Linked DNA regions of Sus scrofa: region 2 is linked to region 1. A link is a contact called in public Hi-C data. All regions are on one chromosome and are shown on one strand. Each heading gives the region's core, a stretch centred on a gene start, on an enhancer-like site or on the middle of the called end of the contact. The rest is flanking DNA. Distances are from core to core; before and after follow the strand shown. Region 1 holds the start of NEMP1 (nuclear envelope integral membrane protein 1). Region 2 overlaps LRP1 (prolow-density lipoprotein receptor-related protein 1).

Region 1 (4,148 bases), core at 870-3,369:
TGTACCCTTCACCCAGTCTCCACTATTATTTTCTTACATTAGTATGGTGCATTTGCCACCATTAATTAAATAGTGTTGATACAGTATTATTAACTAAAAATCTATAGCTTACTCAAATTTCCTTAGTTTTTAACCTAATTTTTCTTTTTCTGTTCCAGCATCCCATCCATGATACCACATTACAATGATACCACATTACATTTGGTTTCCATGTCTCCCCAGTCTTCTCTTGGCTGTTATAGTTTCTCAGTTTCCTTGTTTTTGATGACCTTGATAGTTCTGGGGAGTACCGGTCAGATATTTTGTAGGATACCTCTCTGTTTGAAAATTGTGTTTATCTCATGCTTAGATTTGTTTTATGGGCTTGGGGGAGGAAAACCACAGAAATACCCTTTTCATCACATGACATCAAGGATACATTGTACCAATGTGATTTATTACCCCTGATACTGACCCCTCTAGGTCAGCCAGGGGAGTGTGTGGTGTATGTATGTTAGAGACATATAGTTTGACCATTGCAGTGGAGGTGGCCTAGACTTTTCTGAGGATGAAATTTCTTCTTTTGTCCATGGCTCAGCCCCATCTTGTCATTTTAAAAATCCCTTATTTTGAAAGTTTGAACCTTCCCTAGCAGTAATCTCCTTCCCTGAATTTCCCCTCAACCCACTAGGCTTCATCATCTCTAGGATTCCTACCTGCCACTATCAGATCCTCTCAAAAATAAGATGCTTCACTTTGGACTAACATTTACTGAACACCTGTTATGTGCTAGGTACTCTGCTAGGCCCTCACTGTATAAGTCATTTAAGGAGAAGCACCTGATGCACAGAAAGACTTCCAGCAGGAGTTCCTGTTGTGGTGCAGCAGAAATGGATAGGATGAGGAACCGTGAGGTTGCAGGTTCGATCCCTGGCCTTGCTCAGTGGTTAAGGAACCACAGCCCAGCCCAATGAGCTATGAAATCTTGGGCAAGTTCCTTTACCTGTCTTAGCCTTGGCTTCTTCATAAATAAAGCTATTTGCACTGGGAACTGTGTCTAGTCACTTATGATGGTGCATGATAATGTGAGAAAAAAGAATGTGTACATGTATGTGTAACTGGGTCACCATGCTGTACAGTAGAAAACTGACAGAACACTGTAAACCAGCTATAATAGAAAAAAATAAAAATCATGATATTAAAAAATAAATAAAGCTATTTATCTCACAGGATGTCGTGAGGAAGAAACAAATTTCTCTTAATCCTTGCATGCATTTTGCTTTCAAAACAACCAACCAACAAACCAAACAAAAAAACACAAACCTCTACCAACCACTCTATGACTGTATTTTTTTAATGATTTTTATTTTTTCCATTATAGTTGGTTTACAGTGTTCTGTCAATGTCTACCGTACAGCAAAGTGACCTATATATATATATATATATATATATATGCACATTCTTTTTCTCATATTTTCCTCCATCATGTTCCATCATAAGTGACTAGATGTAGTTCCCTGTGCTATACAGCAGGATCTCATTGTTTATCCACTCCAAATGCAATAGTTTGCATTATCAACCCCAGATTCCCAGCCTATGACTGAATTTTTAAACGTTAATGTTTATTCCTTACAAAACTGTCAAAACAATTTTTTGTGCGTAACATTTCTATTTTAAATCATTTAGGACTTTGGAGAACACAGTCCTCTTACTTAAGCTTCCCACAACAAAAAGATCATGGTAAAAAGGGAACGAATGAAAACAAGGAACCTGAGATAGATTCCATGGAAATTATCATTTGGTAAAGAGGGCCTCGCCCATTCTAATTTCGTATTGGTTATGCTTACCATCAATCACTCTAGTTGTAAATAAACTGGAGACGGAAGCATGTTGTTAAGGGGTGGGATCTTCCTGTCGCCATTACTAAGGTGAGGACCCGTTTTCTAATAGGCTGAAAGCTGCTTCTTCCCGCCCTCTCGCGTCAGTTGCTGAGAGGCGGGACTATAGGATCCGTAACCAACGGAGTGCTCGAAGCCCCGCCCATCCGATTGGTTGGTAGGGGGCGGGTCTTGTAGCGGATAGGCTGCTGGCCCTGCCTGTTCCGGGTTAGTTGCCGGGGAGAGGCACGTGAGGAAGAGGCGGCGTGTGGCGACCATGGCGGGAGGAATGAAAGTGGCGGTCTTGCCGGCAGTTGGTTCCGGGCCCTGGAGTTGGCGGTCCGGGGGCTGTGGGGCAGTGTGGCTGCTCCTGGTCCTTTCCGGCTGCTTGGTCTGCGGCTCAGGTACCGCCCGGGCAGCAGCTGCCGAGGGGGCGGGTGCCGAGGGGTTATATTTAGAAAAGTGGGGAGTGTCTGCGGGGCGCTGGCCGTTTTTCTGCAGAGGGGGCAAGGACGTGGTGCAGAGGAAAAAAATCTTCATCCTCGGTGAATGGGCGCCGGCACTGAGGAGCCGGGGCCCTGAGGCGGCCTGGGGGAGCTACCTAGAGTGGGGAGAAGCCTGGAGCCTTTTGGCAGAGACCGGGAGGCCTGAACTGAGTGAGAATTGGTCCTGGGGCTGCGTCGCGCTGTGCGGGCCTCCTTAACTTTTTTGGTTAAAAGGAAGGTGACTCGAAGACCGAATGGGCAGGCAGAGCTGCAGCTGGAAAGGGAGCAGCATCCCATTCATTCAACAGATGAGCAACACATGAGCGTATGCTATCAGGACTCAGGTCGGGGTAGCCGAGCAGATATAGTTCCCTGAAAAGCCGTGATCTCTGTCAGTATCTGTCATTTCTGCCCCTTAAGATTCTGGCCCTATAGAACCGACCTGGAGTTGTTAAATTCCCGTTACCAAAAAAAGATACAAACGCTATTCAGTATCTAATATATTCGGAAATTTATTCATTTCTCAAGATGATTTACTTGGTTGCCGTTACTGGATCATTGGTTTTGGACTGTCATGACATTGTTTTCCTTTTCCACTTGAATCCAGAAAACCTAGAATGTGTTTGTAAAACCTCCCTTGTACCCTTCATAAATGCACAACAGAAAGATGAATGAGGTTTCCAAACATCCACTGGACGGAGTTCAGACTCATGGGGTTAAGGATAATCTTATCTCCTAAATGCACATGACTTCTTACCTCTCCCGTCCTTTGCTGCCTATCTCTTGCTGTCACTTATGATTATCCTTAGCTGCAGCTTTAAGGTTGTCTCAGGATCCATATAACTAGTTCCAAGGTGCAACGTCCTTCTGAAACGGTATTTTTTAGGGAGAGGGGAGAAAGTATCCAGGAAGGTACTTTCCAGAGGCAGAGCCCACAGTAACATTTGAAGGGCTGCATATGATCTGAATGAACTCTGGCTAGATGTTTGTCCTTAGAAGTTGTGTATTACGGAGATGAAAGAACACATGTGTATCAAAATGCTCCTACATAATCATTGAGTAGTTAACAGGCTCAAAGTTACTTTAATGAGGACAGAAACAGGAGAAAGGTAAACTCGGGATAAATGTTCTTTATGGCCTAGAAGATCATATAGGTGGCAGCTGCAGAGACAGTCATGTAATAGAATAGAACTTTCCAAAACTGAGAGGTATCTAAAAAAATGGAATACTTCAAAAGGCAGGGAGTTCTTTCTCTGGAGGTTTTTGAAAAATTTGATTATAAAAATAACGGGAGTTTATTTTAAACTATATGGCAAGCACAATTAAGTATAAAGAGGTAGAGAAAGCACTCACTGTTGATTCCATTCAGAGGCAGTCCATTAAAACACACTTTCTTTTGGTCTGTTTCCACATGTTTTGTTTTTTGGGTTTTTTGGGTATTATGTCTTTTTAGGGCCGCACCCATGGCATATGGAGGTTCCCAGGCTTGGGGTCGAATCAGAGCTGTTGCTGCCGGCCTACACCAGAGCCACAGCAACGCGAGAAACGAGCTGTGTCTGCAGCCTACACCATGGCTCACGGCAACGCCGGATCCTTAACCCACTGAGCAAGGCCAGGGATCGAACCCACAACCTCATGGTTCCTAGTCGGATTCGTTAACCACTGAGCCACGATGGGAACTCCATCAAAACATGTTTAAGATCCTTGAAACATCTTGTTAAAAATTTGTGACCCTGGAGTTCCCGTTGTGGCTCAGTGGTTAACGAAGCTGACTAGGAACCATGAGGCTTCGGGTTCAATCCCTGGC
Region 2 (4,414 bases), core at 1,493-3,992, 55 kb before region 1:
CTCTTCATATGCTGATTCCATGGAAGACACCATTTGAAAAAGGGGCCTTGCTATTTATAAAGATAAAAAGCATGAAAACATTGATCTACGATAAAACTCTCATTTCACAGGTGGGAAGGTAGGGTCTGGAGAGGGCTAGTGACTCGTCCAAGCACACACACAGCCAGAGAAGTGCCTGGGCCATGGGGGAGCAGGACAAGGCCTCAGCCCGGAACACCCTCCGTCAGCTGCCCTGCTGAGAACTCTCTGCGTCCGGGCTGAGATAGGAGCGATAGAAAAGGCCTTACCTCGGCAGTGGGGCCCCTCATCTGACCCATCAGCGCAGTCCTGGATCCCGTTGCAGAGGCGGGACATGAGAATACATAGCTCGGTGCCCAGGCAATTGTGCTCATTCGGCTGACACCGCTGGGTCTTACTCTGTGGACCTGCAGACAGATGAAGGCCATGGTGACCACACTGGCCACAGAGACCATGTGACCAGCTGTTCACTGCAGGGGGGTGCTGAGGAACTGAGACTGGGGTTTCAGGCTACTGTACTTTTTAGTCTCAGGAGACGTCAGGGCTGGTTAGACGCTTCACCTCAAGCTTTTCTTTCTTTCTTTTTTTTTTTTTTTTTTTTTTTTTTTGCTTTTTAGGGCCACGCCTGCAGCACATGTAGGTTCTCAGGCTAGGGGTTGAATCAGAGCTACAGCTGCCGGCCTATGCCACAGCCACAGCAACACAGGATCCAAGCCATGTCTGCAACCTGTACCACATCTCACGGCAATGCTGGATCCTTAACCCACTGAGCAAGGGCAGGGATCGAACCCGCAACCTCATGGTTCCTAGTCGGATTCGTTTCTGCTGCACTGCAATGGGAACTCCATCAAGCTCTTCTATACCATCCCCAACAGGAGCCACCTGGGAGCCGCCAGGTGGAGGGGAGAACGAGGTTTCAGCAGGGTCCACTCCCCAAATGCTCCATGCTGTGGACCCCATCGCCTCTACATTCTACATTCAGGAGACAAAGGACCCTTCCTTCCCAAAGCTCCCCAGATCACAGAGCCTGAGGGTGAGAGGGGGACCAAGGATTTTAGAACTGCACAATCCCATGTGCAGCACAAGCCGTATGTGGCTATGGAGCACTTGAAGTGTGACCAGTTCCAACTCTAAGCATAAAATGCACACTGTCTTTTAGACTTAATGCCATGGCCACAAAAAAAGAATGCAAAAAAATTTCATTAATGCTTGTATATGAATAATATAGTGAAATGATAATATTTTGCATACATTGGGTAAAATAAAGTTAAAATTATTTTCACCTGATTGTATTTACTTTTTTGAATGTGGCTACAAGAAAACTTCAAAATTGTATACATGCCTTGCATTATATTTCTATTGGATGTGCTATTCTCAACCCCCAGCCCCAGAACCGCCTGCCTGATGGACGGGTTTGGGAAGGGTCAAAGGTTGTGGCCTGTTGGTGTTATCTCTGGTAATTCCATTCTTGCTCAAGAGGATGGGCTAGGGGGAGGGCAGGGTAGAGCTCCTCAGGGGATTCTAAGGAGGCCAGGTGAGCTAGGGCGCCGGCTGACCTGTAGGTTGGGAGACAGACCAATGCCCATTGGCTCCCAAGCCGGGACAGGGCGTGAGCGAGTGTCTGTGTGTGAATGCACCTGCCCGCCTCCGCCTGGGAGGAGTCCACGTGCACAGGGGAGGGCAGTGTTCACCGTGGAGCGGTGTGGAGTGAGGGTGAATCTATGAGTCTCCACGTGTGCTGGTGCTTCTGGCCTCAGTATGTGCATTTCCATGTCCTTTGGGGGGCGAGTCCGGGTTGGTGTGTGAGGGTCCAAGGGCAGGTGGTGTTTCTGCATCCCCGTTTCAGAGTGTTGACTCTGTGCTGTTGTGAGGACGTGTCTGTGCTAGCATCTGCCCTTGTCTGTGTATGTCCAGGAGGGCTGGGGGGAGTGAGTCAGTGCCCCGGAGTGGCTGAGTGTGAGATTGATGGGTCCAGGAGTGTATATGAGTGGGGACAGCGTGGGGATGTGTATAAGGTGGAGTGTGCATCAAAGTAAAGGAAGGATGGGTGCAAAGAGCCAGAGCTGGCCTTTGTGCCTGGCTTTCGTCACCTGACTTTTGAAGACTTAATGTCATGGCCACAAAAAAAGAATGCAAAAAAATTTCATTAATAATGTATATGAATAATACAGTGGAATGATAATATTCTGCATACATTGGGTAAAATAAAGTTAAAATTATTTTCACCTGATTGTATTTACTTTTTTGAATGTGGCTACAAGAAAACTTCAAAGCATCAGGGTCAGAAATGTGGGGCGTAAAGATGGCATCAGACAAGAAGACACTCGAGGCTGAGCAACCCCACCGTAGAGACACTTAGGGAATATCCCTCGCCTCCACACCTCCAGGGCAGGGTATGGGGGTGAGGCAGAGAGAACTGGTGGCTCCCTTTCCAGCCCTAAAATTATCCCTGATAATTATGGGTGAGGGTGTGGGGCTGGGGCTGGGACGGAATAAACCCAGAGAGGGAACAGATACAGACTTGGGAAGGCAGGGTCCCCCGGACCCCGGCCCAGATTAGCCCAGCAAAGGAGATGCTGAAGGTAGAGACGGCCAGCTGCCCAGGACTCGAGGATCCCGCCAGCAAGTCCTCCACCCCCTGCTGGCAGGGTAAAGGCTGGGTGGGGACCTTTCTCCCAGTTTAAACAGCTGCCTCTGATTACGCCACTTACTGGGGGGGGATGCGCAGGGGCGGGGCTTCTGGTACAGAGACTGAGCAAGAACCAGTGGCCTTTGGCCTGGGACCCTGAGGACAGGAAGGGGACCCAGCGAGACCTAGGGGCCCTCATCAAGGATCAGGAGGCTCAGAGGTGGGAAGAAGGGGGACGAGCTGAGCCCAGAGGAAAGAGAGGTTGGACCCTCCCCTTCCAGCAAAGCTGTCAGCCCAGAGAACAGTCTCAGGCAGACTTGAGGGTAGAGCAGCTGAGGGAGCCCATTTCTGGGCACACCAAGCACCATGCCGGGCTCTTTGAAGAGTGCGAGAGGACGGTTTAGCTGTGTCATGGACAAACAGTCACAGAGCAAGGTCCACCCCAGGCTGGAGCTCAGCCGTCCTCAACGCAAACTGCCTGGGCCAAAAGGGAAAGCGGTCAATCAGGGGTGTGAGAAGGGATCCAGAAAAGGTACTTACAAATCTCAGGAGCCTCATCAGATCCATCCGGGCAGTCCCTCTCACCATCACACCGCCAGCCTTTCGAGATACAGGTGATCTGGTCTCTGCAGGCAAACTGCTTAGGGCTGCAGGTCTTAGGGACTAGAGGCAAGGGAAGAAAACAGGGGCGTGAAGGGAGGATGGAGGCCAGCTTGATGCCATAAAGCCTTCTAGGGACTCCTCTTTCCCCAGTATCAGTCCCCATCTGGCTCAGACTCTGAGCCACAGTCCACGTGCTGCGGAGCAGGTGGCTGAGGGTCACTCCTGGAACGTTCCTGCGTACCTGTGATGGGGGAGGCAGATGCAGAGAGCACATTTTACTGCCCCCCCCACCCCTCAGTCCCAAAGGCTGCTTGTTCAGCGTGCCCCTGCCTGATCCTCGGGGTCAAAGCCCTTGCTGTTCTGTTACTCTGGTCAAACAACAGCACCCCTCACTTTGCTGGCTGAGAGTGATGGGGTGTTTAGGCCTGTGACATGTTTTGTCTTTATCTGCCTCTCCATCCCACTAGAAGTCCAAAGCTGGTCTTTTCTAATCTCTGGGACACTCCTGGTCCTGGAACTTATCATCTCCAACTCCCAACAACCAAGGATGTTTGGGGTGCCCTTGGCCCAGTGGTGGTCTGGAGGTGGTGTCCACAGAGGAGCCCCGTCTCTACCTCCGTTCTCTATAAAGACACAGCCTCCCTTTGGTTAGACTTTCAGCTCATGCCCTCGGAGGGAAGAGGCACCTAAGATTGCTCAGGATGATGGAGTTGGTATGAGGCAGGGGGATGGCTGGGGTGACCTATAGGAGCTGGGTCTTTTTTTGGCTGCACCCACTGCATATGGAAGTTTCCAGGCTGGGGACTGAATCAGAGCTGCAGCTGCCGGCCGACACCACACTCACAGCAACATCAGACTGGAGCTGCATCTGAGGCCTACACCACAGCTCATGGCAATGCTGGATCCTTAACCCACTGAGTGAGGCCAGGGGTTGAACCTACAACCTCATGGATACTAGTCTGGTTCTTAACCCTCTCTGCCACAGTGGGAACTCCCTATAGGAGCTGGTTGAGCCCAGCAGACTGGCAAAGTTCCTATATCCAGGACCTCTTTCCTTTGCCCCAGCAACTTCCCTTGGCTCCCACCCTATTCTCTTACATCATCCTCCAAGGAGGAATTATGACGGTAACACTAACTCTCCTCGTTACCTCAGAGTGGGCCGGG

Evidence for each region. A called contact is a pair of places that touch in the nucleus more often than the background predicts.
Region 2: a Hi-C map of liver shows a contact between it and region 1, with 7 times the contacts expected there. The contact joins the enhancer-like site here to the promoter of NEMP1 in region 1. A contact is called at or near these places in 5 of 47 Hi-C or Micro-C datasets (heart right ventricle, liver, mesenteric adipose tissue and 2 more) and 1 of 2 datasets of contacts at active chromatin or transcription factors (alveolar macrophages).

Annotation. Positions count from the first base shown.
Region 1 is chr5:22,388,068-22,392,215 of Sscrofa11.1, reverse strand. NEMP1 (nuclear envelope integral membrane protein 1) reads left to right here and starts at 2,119. Exons shown (of 9, transcript XM_003481636.4): 1 at 2,119-2,260. The coding sequence starts at 2,134.
Region 2 is chr5:22,443,604-22,448,017 of Sscrofa11.1, reverse strand. LRP1 (prolow-density lipoprotein receptor-related protein 1) reads right to left here. Exons shown (of 93, transcript XM_021091826.1): 2 at 3,188-3,310; 3 at 288-425. Among named protein-coding and RNA genes, the nearest start is that of LRP1, 10 kb to the right of the region's middle. Within about 2 kb of position 2,742, at least 16 of the 83 cell types and tissues checked have an H3K27ac peak or open chromatin away from gene starts, as enhancers often do. A contact at or near this core is called in alveolar macrophages, liver, mesenteric adipose tissue and 1 more, where this site is marked.